Regions from separate parts of the Mus musculus genome. Here region 1 is linked to region 2. A link is a contact called in public targeted proximity ligation data. All regions are on one chromosome and are shown on one strand. The core of a region is the stretch at or near the end of the contact, and the rest is flanking DNA. Distances in the headings are between cores, read along the strand shown. Region 1 holds the start of Pold4 (polymerase (DNA-directed), delta 4). Region 2 holds the start of Tcirg1 (T cell, immune regulator 1, ATPase, H+ transporting, lysosomal V0 protein A3).

The links.
Region 1: a targeted proximity ligation map of pancreatic cancer cells shows a contact between it and region 2. A contact is called at or near these places in 4 of 39 promoter capture datasets (the C10 cell line, cranial neural crest, embryonic stem cells and 1 more), 1 of 484 Hi-C or Micro-C datasets (pre-B cells), 3 of 130 datasets of targeted methods (embryonic stem cells, memory CD8 T cells and pancreatic cancer cells) and 3 of 9 other capture datasets (embryonic stem cells, liver and pancreatic islet).

The regions. Positions count from the first base shown.
Region 1 is chr19:4,229,120-4,236,349 of GRCm38.p6, reverse strand. It overlaps Pold4 (polymerase (DNA-directed), delta 4), which reads right to left and starts at 4,457. Exons shown (of 4, transcript NM_027196.4): 1 at 4,162-4,457; 2 at 3,798-3,887; 3 at 3,491-3,602; 4 at 2,716-3,136. The coding sequence starts at 4,258. The coding sequence ends at 3,112. Gm45928 (predicted gene, 45928) reads right to left here. Exons shown (of 4, transcript NR_132309.2): 2 at 3,798-3,887; 3 at 3,491-3,602; 4 at 2,718-3,136. The region is part of intron 2 of LOC102631992 (a long non-coding RNA gene); the gene reads left to right.
Region 2 is chr19:3,902,714-3,909,474 of GRCm38.p6, reverse strand. It overlaps Tcirg1 (T cell, immune regulator 1, ATPase, H+ transporting, lysosomal V0 protein A3), which reads left to right and starts at 2,342. Exons shown (of 20, transcript NM_001136091.2): 1 at 2,342-2,456; 2 at 4,770-4,890; 3 at 5,180-5,258; 4 at 5,746-5,966; 5 at 6,047-6,135; 6 at 6,303-6,429; 7 at 6,511-6,593; 8 at 6,751-6,761. The coding sequence starts at 4,774. Ndufs8 (NADH:ubiquinone oxidoreductase core subunit S8) reads left to right here. Exons shown (of 7, transcript NM_001271443.1): 6 at 194-322; 7 at 401-612. The coding sequence ends at 532.

The DNA of each region.
Region 1 (7,230 bases), core at 3,208-5,707, 320 kb before region 2:
ATCCTGTCAAAGGCATCACTCTTGATTGTGTGCACTGTGTAATTAAGCTGCTCTGCTGCTCCATCTAAAACAGAAGACAAAACAAACTGTTCCTTTGATCTCATCCCTTTCCAGCTATCACTGCAGTCTCCGGTCCTTTACGGTAAAATGTTCCTCAAAGTATTGGCATGTGCTCACTTCGGCGGCATACACACTGAAGTTGGAGTGCTAGGATGGCATAAGAATCAGTAAGACGCACCAGATTTTTCATCCTCACCATCCAGTGTTAGAGTCAAAGCCACTCCTGCCATCATCCCTTCCCTAGCATGATAATACAATCAAACCAAAGAACAAGTTCCCAGTTCTCCAGGCAGGCTCTTAACTCACACCACAAAGCTGCTCTTACCAAAGTTTCCAGGGACCTCTGTGCGGCTGAACCCTCTCAAATTGCGTTTTATCGGCTTCTTGGGAACACCTAACGGTTGACACTCTGCTGGGACTCTCGAGGCTCCCCATCACCTCCATTGCTCTGCTCTTCCTTTGGCTCTGCAGGCTACCCTCACCCCTGTCTCCTTTGTCTCAATCTCCCACCTCCCTGGCCTAAAAGTAGGGGCTGGGCTGTCCTTGGATCTCTCTTTTCTCAATACTCTTTTTTTTTTTTTTTTTTTTTTTTTGGTTTTTGGAGACAGGGTTCCTCTGTGTATCCCTGGCTGTCCTGGAACTCACTCTGTAGACCAGCTGGCCTCGAACTCAGAAACCCTAATCCTAACCCTAACCCTAACCCTAACCCTGCTTCCCAAGTGCTGGGATCAAAGGTGTGCACCACCATTGCCCAGCTCTCTTAATACTTTTAATATATTGGCTGATGAATGGACTTGGATTTTTTAAGACAGGGTCTCTCTTTGTAGCTCTAACAGCCCTGTAACTCTCTACATAAACTAGGCTGGACTTGAACTCACAGAGATCTTCCTGTCTCTGTCTTTTGAGTGCTGAGATCGTATTGGAGACAAGGTCTTGCTATGTTGCCAGACTGGCTTTAAAACTTTAGTCCTGAATCCGGTTCCAGAGTGTTGGGATTACAGGAGATCAAGCACCCATGTGCCAGCTCATTCTTGCTGACCTTAAATGCCATTTGAAATTTCCCCAAAGTTATATCTCAAATCTAGACCTCTCCGGAATTCCAGATTTACTGTATCTTCTGCCTACATCCCATCTTTACTGGGATACATTGCAAGCACTTCAAATGTAACATATTGACTGGGGGTGTAGCTCAGTAATGGAGCACTTGCCTGTTATAGGCAAGACCTCAGGTTCCACCCACAGCCCCTCCCCAAAAGCCAAAACATCCAAAGCTCTTTGTTCCCTTCCTACTTTCCTCTTCCCACTCCTCCTCCTCCTCCCTCCTCCTTCCTCTTCCTCCTCCTCCCTCCTCCTTTTTCTACTACTATGGGATATCTGATCTTCCGGTCACTCAAGCCCAAATCTTTGGAGTTATCCTTGGCTCCTACCTCTTAAATCCCAGTCAGTTGTCTCCTCAAAATAAAATCTGGCTACTTCTCAGCAGCTCCATTTCCCCTCCCTGCTTCGAACCACATCCCTGTCACCTGTTCTCCGACAGGTTTTGTTAGCCTTGCTGAGCAGAGCCGTTTCACCACCTGTCTGCTTTCCCAACTCCATAGACTTTCCACCCACAGCTGCACTTGTATTTTCAAAACATAAGTTCAATGTTGTCATTCCTTAAAGCCATCCATATCTCTTTTCACTCACTGTAAAATCCAGATTTCTTATCATGGTCTACAATGCCCAATGGGACTGGCCTGCTGCCTGTTTGGCCTCATTCCCTTCTGTCTTCTTGTCTCCTTGTCTCCTGAGTTCCGACCTTCACATGCTTGTGTGAACAGTCTGAAAATGTTCCTGCCATTGAGCCTTTCTTGTCATTCTTTCTGTCTGTAACACTTACTCAGGTGTGAGCCCTCTCTGCCTTCCTTCTTTGTGTCTCTCTTTTCAAAGGCTTTTAAAACGATGGAGCCTTTCCTATCCTACTCTACAAAATATCTTGTTGACATTTTCTAACCCCCTAAAAGCCTCTCACCCTAATTTTACTTAATGCTGACCACCACATGACATAACTAGTTTCCATGATTGTTTTGCCTATATTTTCAGTGATATTGACACCCCATGGGATCTATAGTAGCAGGAACTTAGTAGCTGTTCATAAGTTGGGCATATTAGGCAGATTTTCTGCTGGCTGGTCAGGGAAGGAAACTTAGAGTGAGTTTCTACCAGGGAATACCAGAGGCCACTCAGCTTTTGAAAAGACTGCCTTAGAAAAATAGATATGGAAGCCTTGTGGTATAGAAACACAAGCCTTTAACCCCAGCACTTGGGAGACAGAGGCAAGTAGATTTCTGTGAGTTAGAAGCCAGCCTGGTCTATATAATGAGTTCTAGGACAAACAGAACTACATAGTGAAACCTTTTCCCCATTAATTAATTAGTTAATTAATTAATCACTTTACATCCCAGTCACAGCACTGTCCCCCGCCCCATATTGGGACCCTTTAATCTCAGCATTCAGGAAGCAGAGGCAGGCAAATTTCTGAGTTTGTAGCCAGCCTAAGTAAAGAAAAAAAAAAAAAAAAAAAAAAAAAAAAAGCCTGTAGCTGGCTCTCCAGCCCACTTACAGTTTGGGAACTGCCGGCTAGATTAGAGCATATTAAGAGATGTAAGGTCAGAATCTCAGGCTTAATGTACTTTATTGTAAGCATTAGTGAGCTCCTTGATCCAATAACTCACTCATCTGTGCCCTCAGCTAGATGCCCAAGGTGGGCCCTTTAGGTTATCTGCCGACATCTGGTTTATGCCAGCCTGTGCTGGATTTGCCACACCGTAGGTCAGGGGTGTGGCGGGTGGGCATCTGGTGGTCATGATTAGGGCGTGGAGGTGCTCAGCTTCACAGGTCCCAGGAGCTTCAGCAGCCTGCTGTTTAGATGGAGAAGAAGCTGAACCAGGAAGACCTCCACAGTCAGCCTGCTGTTTCTCCAAGGTTGGAATGAGCAGAGCAGGCCATGATGTCTGTCCTGAAGTTCTTGGTGGCTAGGAGGTGCCCAGAGAAGGACAACGTGGGGGTACCTCAGAGTGGGTAGAGATGCCACAGGCTGTGGAAGACAGGGTGGGAGAAGGAAGTCATAGCCACATCAGTTCTGTTCCTTGATGGACTGTCTCTAGTTCTTACTTACTTACTGCCTACAATCCTGTGGCTCTGGTGAACACCTCAGGACTCATGGATAGCTCCATGGGCCCTAGATATACCCGTCCCCCACCATCAGCTCATAGAGGTAAGGATCATTATCGAGATCTATCTCGAGCCAGACTCTTCTTGCTTGACAGGAAGGACCGTCTAAGTCTGTTCCCACTTCTCCAAGTCAAGGTAGCCCCTACGTAGACCAAGAGGGTGGCAGCTCCTGGAGAAGTCCCTGGTTCCCCTGAAAGCTGTCCCAGCCTATCCTGACCTGCATTGGAAGTGAGGGTCTTCAGGGTGTGCCTTCAACACTTGGTACACCTCTAGGGGGGGCTTCAAGCCCATCTGCTCTGCCCGACTCCAGCGCTGCAGCCTTGTGATACCTGCCATCAGGAAAAGAAGACAGGATAGGCAGGAGAATCCAGGATAGTGGACATGGACGGCAGTTTCTTGAGCCTCCATAGTCAGTTTCAGGAGACAGTGTCCAAGAGCTAGGCAGGATTACTTTTGAGACACATTGATAACAGAACTGATTCAGAGATGTGCCTGATGGGAGGGACTGGAAATGGGGTGCTCACCTGTACAAGGCCCATACTGCCAGGCCAGGTCAAACTGCCTCAGCAGCTCCAGCTCTGTTTCCTCCTGGCTGAGGGACTGGGTGTCTTCCCCTGCAATAACATGTGGTGGCTCCTCAGGCACATCCAGGCCTTTGCCCTACCCTGGACTTAGAGCTGTGACTCTATATCCTGGCAATCTCCCCACCCATTTGCCTTTGCCATCCAGCAGACAGACAGCTCATCGGAAGTGCGAGACATGCTAGCTTCCCTTTTTAGCCAACACACACACACACACACACACACACACACACACACACACACACACACAGAGTCCTTTCTGGTCACTTCATGTCCACTCTTCCTGCCACCCCCACATTTTAGAGACCTAGCTCGGGTGCCAGCTCTCCCTTGCTGTGCCCAGGGGGCCCCTCCCTCTTCTTCACAACAGGATAGGAGTCAGTGATGAACCGCTTCCGACCCATGGCGGCCACCCAGGCAGGCGGAGCAGGAGGCAAAGAAAAGGCAGGGCAGCGGGCCTGTGAGAGACAGCTGCTGAGAGTGAGAGAGGGGGCCAGAGAGAGATGGGCCAGCAATGGACAGACAAGTTGACCCAGACAAGCAGAGAGAGGAAGTCCCTAGGTTCCAGGGAATGACGCCTGTCTTCCGCCCCCACAAGCACGCAAACATCAGAGACCTAAGCAAATGGCAAACGGCCTTTGCGGGGCGGGACCTTAATTCTAGCCAATGGCAATCGGCAGAAGACGGGGGGCGGGGTAGCTGCTGCTGCGTTTCGAGTGAGGAGGGGTTAGGCGGAACCAAGAACCTGTCAAGATGCCCCAGACTTCACCACCTCCTCGGGTTTCTCATTGGTCCACTTGGGTCCCTTGGGACATATAGAGAGTTATCCTCGGCCTCTCACTTCCCGTTTTTCCTTCCTAGGCAAATGTTCTTTTCAGCCTCACTAATCCCCATGGCCAGTTTTTAAGTCCCCTGAGAACCTTTTTCTCCTGCCGGTTGGCCCTAGAGCGCTGTGGGATCAGATCTGTAGGTCCAAAGAGAGTTTGGACTAGTCCAGGTCCTTCCCTGCTGCTCTTACTGGCCCCAGGAGACCTTGCTGGAGAAACTCATGAGCTCAGAAGGCTCCTTTCTCACAGTCTGCTGGCAGAGCCACTGTCCACCCAGCCCAGGCATGCGGTTGCTGTGGCCGCTGTCAAGTCCCACAGCCTGCCTCTGTCCACTTTGCTAGTCAGGAAGATTCCATTCCAAGCAGGACGCCAGAAGTATAGTCTCCATTCTCCATGGGTTCATATCCCCAGTTCTTAACTGACAGATCTGCTCTGTTTTTTTGTTTTTGTTTTTTTCTGAATGTGTATCATGAGCAGAAAATAATTTCAATAAACCCAACCCTCATATTGGACTTTCCATGTGCCGAGTTCTAAGCATCTCCCACATGCTAACTCAAAATAGATATCAAAAGAGTTTTTTTGCAAGTGGGAAGTGTAGGCAAATTGTGATCAGTGCTCTTAGTAACAGCTACTGTGTAACTAACTAGCTTCCCGTGTGCTGCAGAAGTGCTCTTAGTAACAGCTACTGTGTAACTAACTAGCTTCCCGTGTGCTGCAGAAGTGCTCTTAGTAACAGCTACTGTGTAACTAACTAGCTTCCCGTGTGCTGCAGAAGTGCTCTTAGTAACAGCTACTGTGTAACTAACTAGCTTCCCGTGTGCGGCAGAAGCTCCCAGGCTTGCGCGGTAGAGAGAGGGACATACACAGTCGTTAGTCCTGGACAGGAGAGCAGGAGCACGAATGCCTTAGAGCTGGAGGAGAATGGTAGGCATTGGGAGAAGACCTCAGGAGGTAATTGCTGTAAACAGCGTCTCTCAATTCTCTACCCATGACCTTTGTTTTGGGGCTCCTGTCATCACTGACTCACCCCTACTACCACCTCCCCCTCACCAACTTCCTGGCAGCGGGTGAAAATGCTGGCCCGTGGGAGTCTGGGAACCAGCACTTGGACTGACCCAGCACTAATCACCCTCTGGAGAGCCCATCCGGTTCTTCCTTCCAGGGGTGCAAGGATGGCTGGTTGGAGGCCTTTGCCCTCCTTTTTGGAAGCTCTGTGATCTGGCTTAGGAAGCACTCGGCTGGCCTCCCGTGTGTGTGGAGGCAGAGAAGAGGACCCCTCCAAAGAGAAACCCACCAGTGGTGGGCAGAAGGTTGTGTCTCCAGGGACCTCCTCTTGCTAGCCTTCCCCCATTAGCTTCTTGAAGAAGAAGGAGCTGCAGGCACACTGCAAAGACCTGGAAGGCCTTTCTGGGACCCATTGTTTGGGGTGGCTCAGGTCTGATCCCTCCATCTGTCTCCTGGACATCTGGGAGAAGAGACCCTACAGAGTTGGGAAGGGGGACAGGGAGAATTCTCTACTAGGCAGGGAAAGGCACAGGCATTAGGTCTAGTGAGGCTCTATAGTGGGTAGCTCCTAGGCTCCGTGGGACTGACCACCACTCCTCCCTAAGAAGGCCTCAGATATTCTGGGGCTGTTCCCAAAGGTATGTGGCACCCACTTCCTGAGTCCACAAAGCCCTGAGGGAGCAGGGAAGCCTGGGTGGGGCAGACCCCTCCTCATTCCTGGTCCCTCCCACCCCTGAAAGCTGATAGCCGTGGGGCCTGCCACCGCCCAGGGAGCGTGAAATGGGGTGTGCCGCTGGGCGGCCACAGCAGCTCCCTCCACTGCCTGCGCCTAGTCGCTTGTCTCCTTTGGCAGCTCCTGACACCCTGACCTGCTCTGTGGATCTTGGCTGAGCCATCCCTACCTGCCCTCCCTTCAGCCCCCACCCCAGATCTGCCTGGCTCAGGTCCAGGTAGCTTCTCCAACACTGACTGGAAAGATACCTCCCAGGGGCTTTAGGTTCCCTCAGCCCCTAAGGGATCTGGAGTGCTCTGCTTCAGTGCAGGGACCCTAGCACTAGCCTTCTGGTGGGGGAGGTGTGTGGGGGTGGAGCTCTCCCTAGGAAGCATGCTGTCCTCTCCAGGTGAGCAATAAGATGGATCATCCTGGCTGCTCAGTATCCGACGTGTCTCTAAGGTGGTTAGGGCACTGACTTGGTCTCCTATCTTTGGGTGTTTTCCTACTTTCTTCTCTAACCTCATCATTTTCCTTCCTGCCTAGAACACTTTGCTTGATGCAGAGTTCTCAGAGTGGAGACCAAACTGGTGGTCTAAGTTAGTGGCTCAATTCTGTCTTGTATACGAAGTGTCTTTGGTCAGCACTGATTCCAGAAGCTGGTGATAGAAGTGGATGGAGTTAACTTATACTTTGCAAATACCCTAAGCCTTATTAGGTTCAAGGTCAAAGTCCTGTGAAGACCAGGAGAACAAACAACCTGAACAGAAACCTAGACCTGGGACTCCCTGGGGCTGAGACTCACTGCGCGCGGCTCCTGTGGGAGCAGGTT
Region 2 (6,761 bases), core at 1,093-3,592:
AGATCATAATCTTTTCCTTGTGGGACAGGAGGGTCACCTGGCAGAGACTAATGGGGCCACGTGAGCGGTGGCTCCTTTGGAGGGCTGAGGAAACCAGGCATCCATGCAGACTTCCAGGGGTCAGTTTGAACTGTGATGGGCAGATTCAGGAGGGGTCTGCCATTATGACAGTGACCTGTGGCCACTCCTTCAGGCCATCACCATTGAGGCTGAGCCAAGAGCCGATGGCAGCCGCCGAACGACACGCTATGACATCGACATGACCAAGTGTATCTACTGTGGTTTCTGCCAGGAAGCCTGCCCTGTTGATGCCATTGTGGAGGTGAGCGGGCTGGGTGAAGTGGCTCGCACTGAGGCTCCTGAGAAGGGTTCGCCCTGCTCACTGTCCACCTTCCCACAGGGCCCCAACTTCGAGTTCTCCACCGAGACACACGAGGAGTTGCTGTACAACAAGGAGAAGCTACTCAACAATGGAGACAAGTGGGAGGCCGAGATCGCTGCCAACATCCAGGCTGACTACCTGTACCGGTGACCAGACCACTGGTGACCTTGGCCACCTGGCTCAGCCTTGTGGCCCCTTTAGCCCATAAAGAAACTATGATCCCACAGCTACCTGTTGTGTTGTTCCATTTCTAGGGCAGAATCTACCCCACGCAGCCAGGGGCATCTGGTTTGCTCCAGCCAGACCAGGTGTGCATGGCCTGCTGCATCGCTCTCTCAGTGGGTTCCAGCCACTCACCTGCCCCAAAGTCTAGCAAATGCAGAACCCAGCCATCCTCTATGGTGCACAGGCCTACCAGGCCTCTTTGTGATCGGCAATACTACCCAGAACCGTATCACACATCTGGGCTTTTTCCCACAGCCTGGCAGTGCAGGTCACCAGGGGCCTGTTGTCCCCATTGGTGTTGGGTGTCTGAGAGGTGAGGTCCAGGTCTTCTGTTTTCTTGGCTGTCCATCGCTACAGTTTGGACTTGGATCCTTTCCAGGCTCTGCTTGAGTCCATCAAGAGCCTCAGGAGGAGGCTGAGTAGGAAGGAGGCTGAGTAAATGAGTTATTCTTATCCTGAGATTGCACAGAAAAGCTTAGTGTGGCCACATGTCTGTGACCCTCTGCTGGAGGATGGAGTCAAGTGGATCCCAGAGTCCCTGGCTAGCCAAACTTAATCAAAATGGCAAGTTTCAGGTTCAGTGAGAGAGACTGGCTCAAAAACTGAGTGCAACAGGTGGCCAACTGAGGAAAATTCCTGCTGCTCACCTCAGGCCTCCATGGGTGCCTGCACGGGGAGTGTAGCCGCACACTTGCACCCAACATCCCTAAGGTCAGGGTGTCCTTTGGGGAACAGGAAGCTTGCTAGGGGGTGACAGTCACAAGGGAATGACATAGGTCCTGCTGCCTCTGAGCTGGCCTTGCCTCTGGCTACTACATCCCCTTTGCCCACTAAGTTCTCTGACTCCTCCCAAGTGTGGGTGTTATACTTGTTACCGTTTCAGACACCGCCCTCACCTCTACCCCGACCCTGTGTGGGCACACACACATTGTGTGTGTGGGGGGGGGGACGGGACTGCTGCTAGCTTGGTTCTCCTATTCTTATGTACACTTCTACTGTATTCACAACTACAGCTTTATGGCCCGTCTGTTGTCTGTTCCCCCACAGTGAAGAGCACTGGCTTGTGCCCCCTGGTACACTTGTGTGAGGGTCCTCACCAAGTCACCTCAGACCCATGTCATACCTGTTTTCTGGGGATACCTACCCACTTCGACTCAGTTTTCAGGTTGCCTTAGGCTTCCATTCTATACTCCCCCCACACATTAGAGCCCTTGTTTATTGAATGGGGCTCAAGGGTCAGCACAGCTGAGGGGCCCCTTGTCCCTCTGGTCCCCATTGGGTACAGTCCAGCCTGTCCAAAGTACAGGCAGCTGAATGGTCCTGAATCCCAGTTTCCATACCTCAAGGGCTAGGAAGGAGGTTGAGGCACTTCTGGAGTCTCCAGGCTCCTGGGTCAAGTTCCTCCGCAGAGACTGGCCCAACCAACACCCTGCTGCCAGTGGAGAGGGGCCCATAGCGTGGGCCCACCCTTACCCAGCATAGTCTGAGCTGGGTGAGGTTGGGTAGCAGCCGATCTTGCACAATAGCGAAGTAGCTTGAAGCAGATTGTACGTACTAGGAAGGTGAAGGTGGCCTATCCTTAAGGTCCTACCTGTCATCTCCCGATTATCGGGATTTTTTTGTCGGTTATCTCCCGATTCCCGGGATTAAACGATTCCGGGGCGTCCAGACACCGCCCTCACCCCCACCCCCACCCCGCGCCCGAACTCAGTGGGGGGCGGGACAGGGCGGGCAGTGGGCAGGCCGTCACAGGCCACACCCACTCCGGTATTTCGAAGCTGGAGTGAGCTGCACTGGCCGGAGGGCGGGCTCAGATCCTAAGCCGAAGTTGAGCGAAGAGTCCACCTGGGTGAGTGTCCTGCTAAACTGAGGAACCCCAGCCCTGCCTACCAACTGCTTCTTCCTCCGCCTGGACAAGGGTCCAGGCGCCCTGCCCGACTCCGGGTGGAGGCAACTCAGAGGCCACGCGACCGTGTCAGGCAGTCTGGGATGCAGGCAGGCCGCAAGGAGAAGCAGAGGATAGGTTGCTAGCTCCGGGAAACTTCAGAGCCTGAGCTCATGGAGGCCCCTGCTGCGTCTGGCTCTGAACGAGGGACCCATTCTACAGATGAGGAAACGGAAGCCATCCTACTAGGAAGTGGCCGGGCTCAAGGCAGACTCCAGCCCCTCTCCTCATCCTCCGAAGAGCAGGGTCTGGGAGAAAAGGCAGGGGTTGAAGGAAGACTAGGAAAGGGGGTGCAGGAGTAAGGCAGAACACCGGGGCCTCAGGGGAAGGCCAGATCGCGAGTGGTGTGTGTGGGTCTAGCTCGCAGATTACAGGACAGGACCTAGTAACAAAATCAAGGTATGTAATGTGGACTGTCTGCAGGGAGCATGGGGGAACTTCCGTTTGTCTTGCATGTACATGTCTAGCATCCCTTGGCTGGAGCACCCGAGTGCTGGTGGTTATGGCGCTGGGACTAGGCAGGATGTGCCAAGTCAGAGCAGCGTCCCTCTGTCTGGGACAGACCCCTCTGTGGTGTGGTTCTAGTTGGCCATGTGACCTTAGACTTCACCTTACTCCACCTGGGTTGGCCCATTTATAAATTAAGGCCAGGATAGGAGGAGTGGTGGTAGCACAAGCCTTTAATCCCAGCACTCAGGAGGCAGAGGTGGGCTGATCTCTGAGTTCAAGGCCAGTCTGATCCCCAGAGCCAGTTCCAGGACAGTCAAGGCTACACAGAGAAATCCTTTCTTGAAAAACGGACAAACAAAAAAATCGTAAGGCTGGGTTGTCCACTAGGAATTGGGGGGAAGGGGTGTTTATAGAAAGAAGTAAGATGTGGGGAGTCTGATTTTTCGTTTATCTCCTCACTCACATCTTTCCTGCCAGGGGTGGCCAATTCAATCAAAGAGGAAACAGGCCCAGAGAGGGCAAGTGACTTACCCAGTGTCACATAGCTGCTTACAATTTGGGGAGGACCCTAGAGACTTAGTCCCTGGCTCTGTGCACCCAGCCCTCCCTGCTCACCCCTGCCTGTGCAGGGCCTGGCTCTTCTGAAGCCCTTGACTACCATCTGAATTCTTTCCTTTCCCAAGCTGGGGACAGGACTGTGGTTTCCCCTTAAGTAAACCAGACCTAGGGAGGAAGTGGTCTGCTGGGCAGACCCAGGCAGTAAGCTGGGCCCATTAGTATCTGAAGTTCCTCTCGATGTGTGTCCCCACTTGTGACCTCCAGCCCTCAACGCCAGTTTAAGAGCTGAGGAAACGGTGTCCCCAAGATCCTGAACCTGAAGAGCAGTAGCTACCAAGGAGCAGGCAGTGGCCCCAGGGAGAGTGTTGGCTTTTGGCTGGGCATCTGCAGGGCAGTTGAAGAGTCCGTTTGCTTTCCAGCCAGGAAGTGTGTGCCTGCTGGGGTTAGAGGGAGGCCACCAGAGCTTCCCGCCCATTGTTTCATGGTTTCACTTTCCCAGTTTCAACACCAAGACTTTTCCCAGCCCCACAGGCAATGTTGCGGGCAGCCAAAGGCAACCCCCAGCCAATCCTCCCCTTCAGGATTTCAGCTCCAGGGAACTTAGAGGGAGTTCCACCCCCACCCTCTGCATGTATAAGGAAGCAGGCTAGACAGCTCAGAGGCATTTGGTGTCAGTTGTCACAGCCTAGGGTCTCAGGGCTAAGCTGGGTCTCAAGTGGGGGGCAGACAGAGAGGTGATCCAGTGCTGAAAACACTGCTGGAGCCAGGGTGTCTGGGAGCTGCTGGGCTAGAAGCAAGAAGGCAGCAGAAGGAAGGCCAGCTTAAAGACAGCCTACGGTGGTAGGCTTTGGGGTCACTGGGCTGCTCCATGCTTTTTTTTTTTTCTTTTTTTTTGGGGGGGGGGGAGTTCGAGACAGGGTTTCTCTGTGCAGTCCTGGCTGTCCTGGAACTCACTCTGTAGACCAGGCTGGCCTTGAATTTAGAAATCCGCCTGCCTCTGGCTCTCAAGTGCTGGAATCAAAGGCGTGCGCTACCACTGCCCGGCCCATGCTTTCTCTTGCTACTGACTTTCTGTTAACCTCGGTACCCATTACTTCTTTCCTGGCCTCAGTTTTTCCATCTGTCCGATGAATGGGAACAGGTGTATGGATGCCTGCCTGGAACTAGCTCCTAACCACCTTTTTTTTTTTTTTTTTTGCCTGCCCTAAGGATCATGGGCTCTATGTTCCGGAGTGAAGAGGTGGCCTTGGTCCAGCTCCTGTTGCCCACAGGGTCTGCTTACAACTGTGTGAGCCAGCTTGGTGAGCTGGGCCTCGTGGAGTTCAGAGACGTAAGTGGGGTGGGACAGAGGCCTGGGCGGGTAACCCACATCAGGAAAGGCCGTGTGATTACCCCTGGCCTGCCACAGGAGCATCCCAGCCCTCCCTTCCAGCACCGGCGCCCTTCCCATGCTTACTCGTGCCTTTTCTGGCACGCGGTTGAGTCTGCTCCAACTAGTCCGTTCAGGCTAATTGGGCACCAAGCAACTTTTTGGAGGAGGTGCTTCAGACCTGGATCCCAGAGCAGTGACCTCCTGATCCCCTCCCAGAGATTCTGACCCGTATATGTATCCATCACAGCTCAACGAATCCGTGAGCGCCTTCCAGAGACGCTTCGTGGTAGACGTCCGGCGCTGCGAGGAACTGGAGAAGACGTTTAGTAAGTTGGACCCAGATTCACATCCCATGGAATGAGCGCTAGGCAAGCTTGGTCTGAAGGGAAGTGCCCCCGTTACCCAGGTGAAAGGCAGAGAAGGGAGGTGTGGGCGGGGCTGCTGGCATCCGCAGGACATCCTTGGCTCTGGGTGGGTGGAGCCAAGGACGATAGGTAGGACTGCCTTGGAGTATGAGCCACAACTCTATTAAGCTTTCTGCCTAGATGGACTGGGGTGGGCAGACGCTGGGGTGGAGGGCTAGAAAGGCCTTTCTTAGGTCAGAGATGAGGGCAAAACAGGGGGAACAGAGCGGCTGCTTCTAAACAGTTTAGCCCGGGATTTTTCTGGAGATCTGACTCAGCAGATTAGTCATGGCCTTTGGTGCGCATTAGGGATCTCCCTACATGTCTGCAGCCCCTGGCTAACAATAGACATGAGCTGGCATAACCCTGTGTGACTTCCCCTAACCCCACCGCCCCTTTCTGTGTCTAGCCTTCTTGCGGGAAGAAGTGCAGCGGGCAGGTCTGACGCTGGCCCCACCTGAGGGGACACTGCCAGCACCACCTCCCCGAGACCTGCTGCGCATCCAGGAGGAAACGGATCGCTTGGCCCAGGAGCTTCGGGATGTTCGTGGCAATCAGCAGGCACTGCGGGCCCAGCTGCACCAGCTGCGGCTTCACTCGGCTGTGCTGGGCCAGAGCCACAGCCCGCCGGTCAGCCCCAGCCAGGGCAGGGATGGGGCCTGGAGATATATATGCCACGGCTGGGGCTCACAATGTCTCTTGGTGCCTAGGTGGCAGCTGACCATACTGAAGGACCCTTCTCTGAGACAACACCCCTGCTTCCAGGCACCCGGGGGCCACATTCAGACCTGAAGGTCAAGTGAGTCGGGGCAGTTTGTCTTTTCTGGACAGCCTTAAGGCACTGGCCAAAGAAGGGGACCCGATGGCCCCTGAGTCTCTGTATGTTGTGTTTGGGGGTTCCCCACGAGTGCTTCCTGTGAGGTGAGTTGGGAGGAGGCTGCAGCCCGCCTCCAGCCCTGTTGGCAGTTTTGTGGCAGGTGCTGTGGAGCCCTACAAGGCTGCGGCCCTGGAGCGCCTGCTGTGGAGAGCTTGCCGCGGCTTCCTCATTGCCAGCTTTCGGGAGACTGAGGGGCAGCTGGAGGACCCAGTGACGGTGAGTTTGCAGGGGGGCCAGGGTGGGGGCCGTCAGGGAGGAGCCAGGGCTCCAGAGACTAACCGAACCTGGCTTTCACAGGGTGAGCCTGCAACTTGGATGACCTTTGTCATCTCCTACTGGGGTGAGCAGATCGGACAGAAGATCCGAAAGATCACAGACTGGTGAGCCACGAGTGCATGGTCACTCGGCCGCGGGAGGTGTCCAGTCGACTGGTCCTGTGTGGCCCAGGCCCCTGATAACACCTTCAGCCGAGTTTGTCCTGCCCCCAGCTCTACCTGGTGACTCCCACTGACCCCCATTACCCCATGTCTTCCTCAGCTTCCACTGTC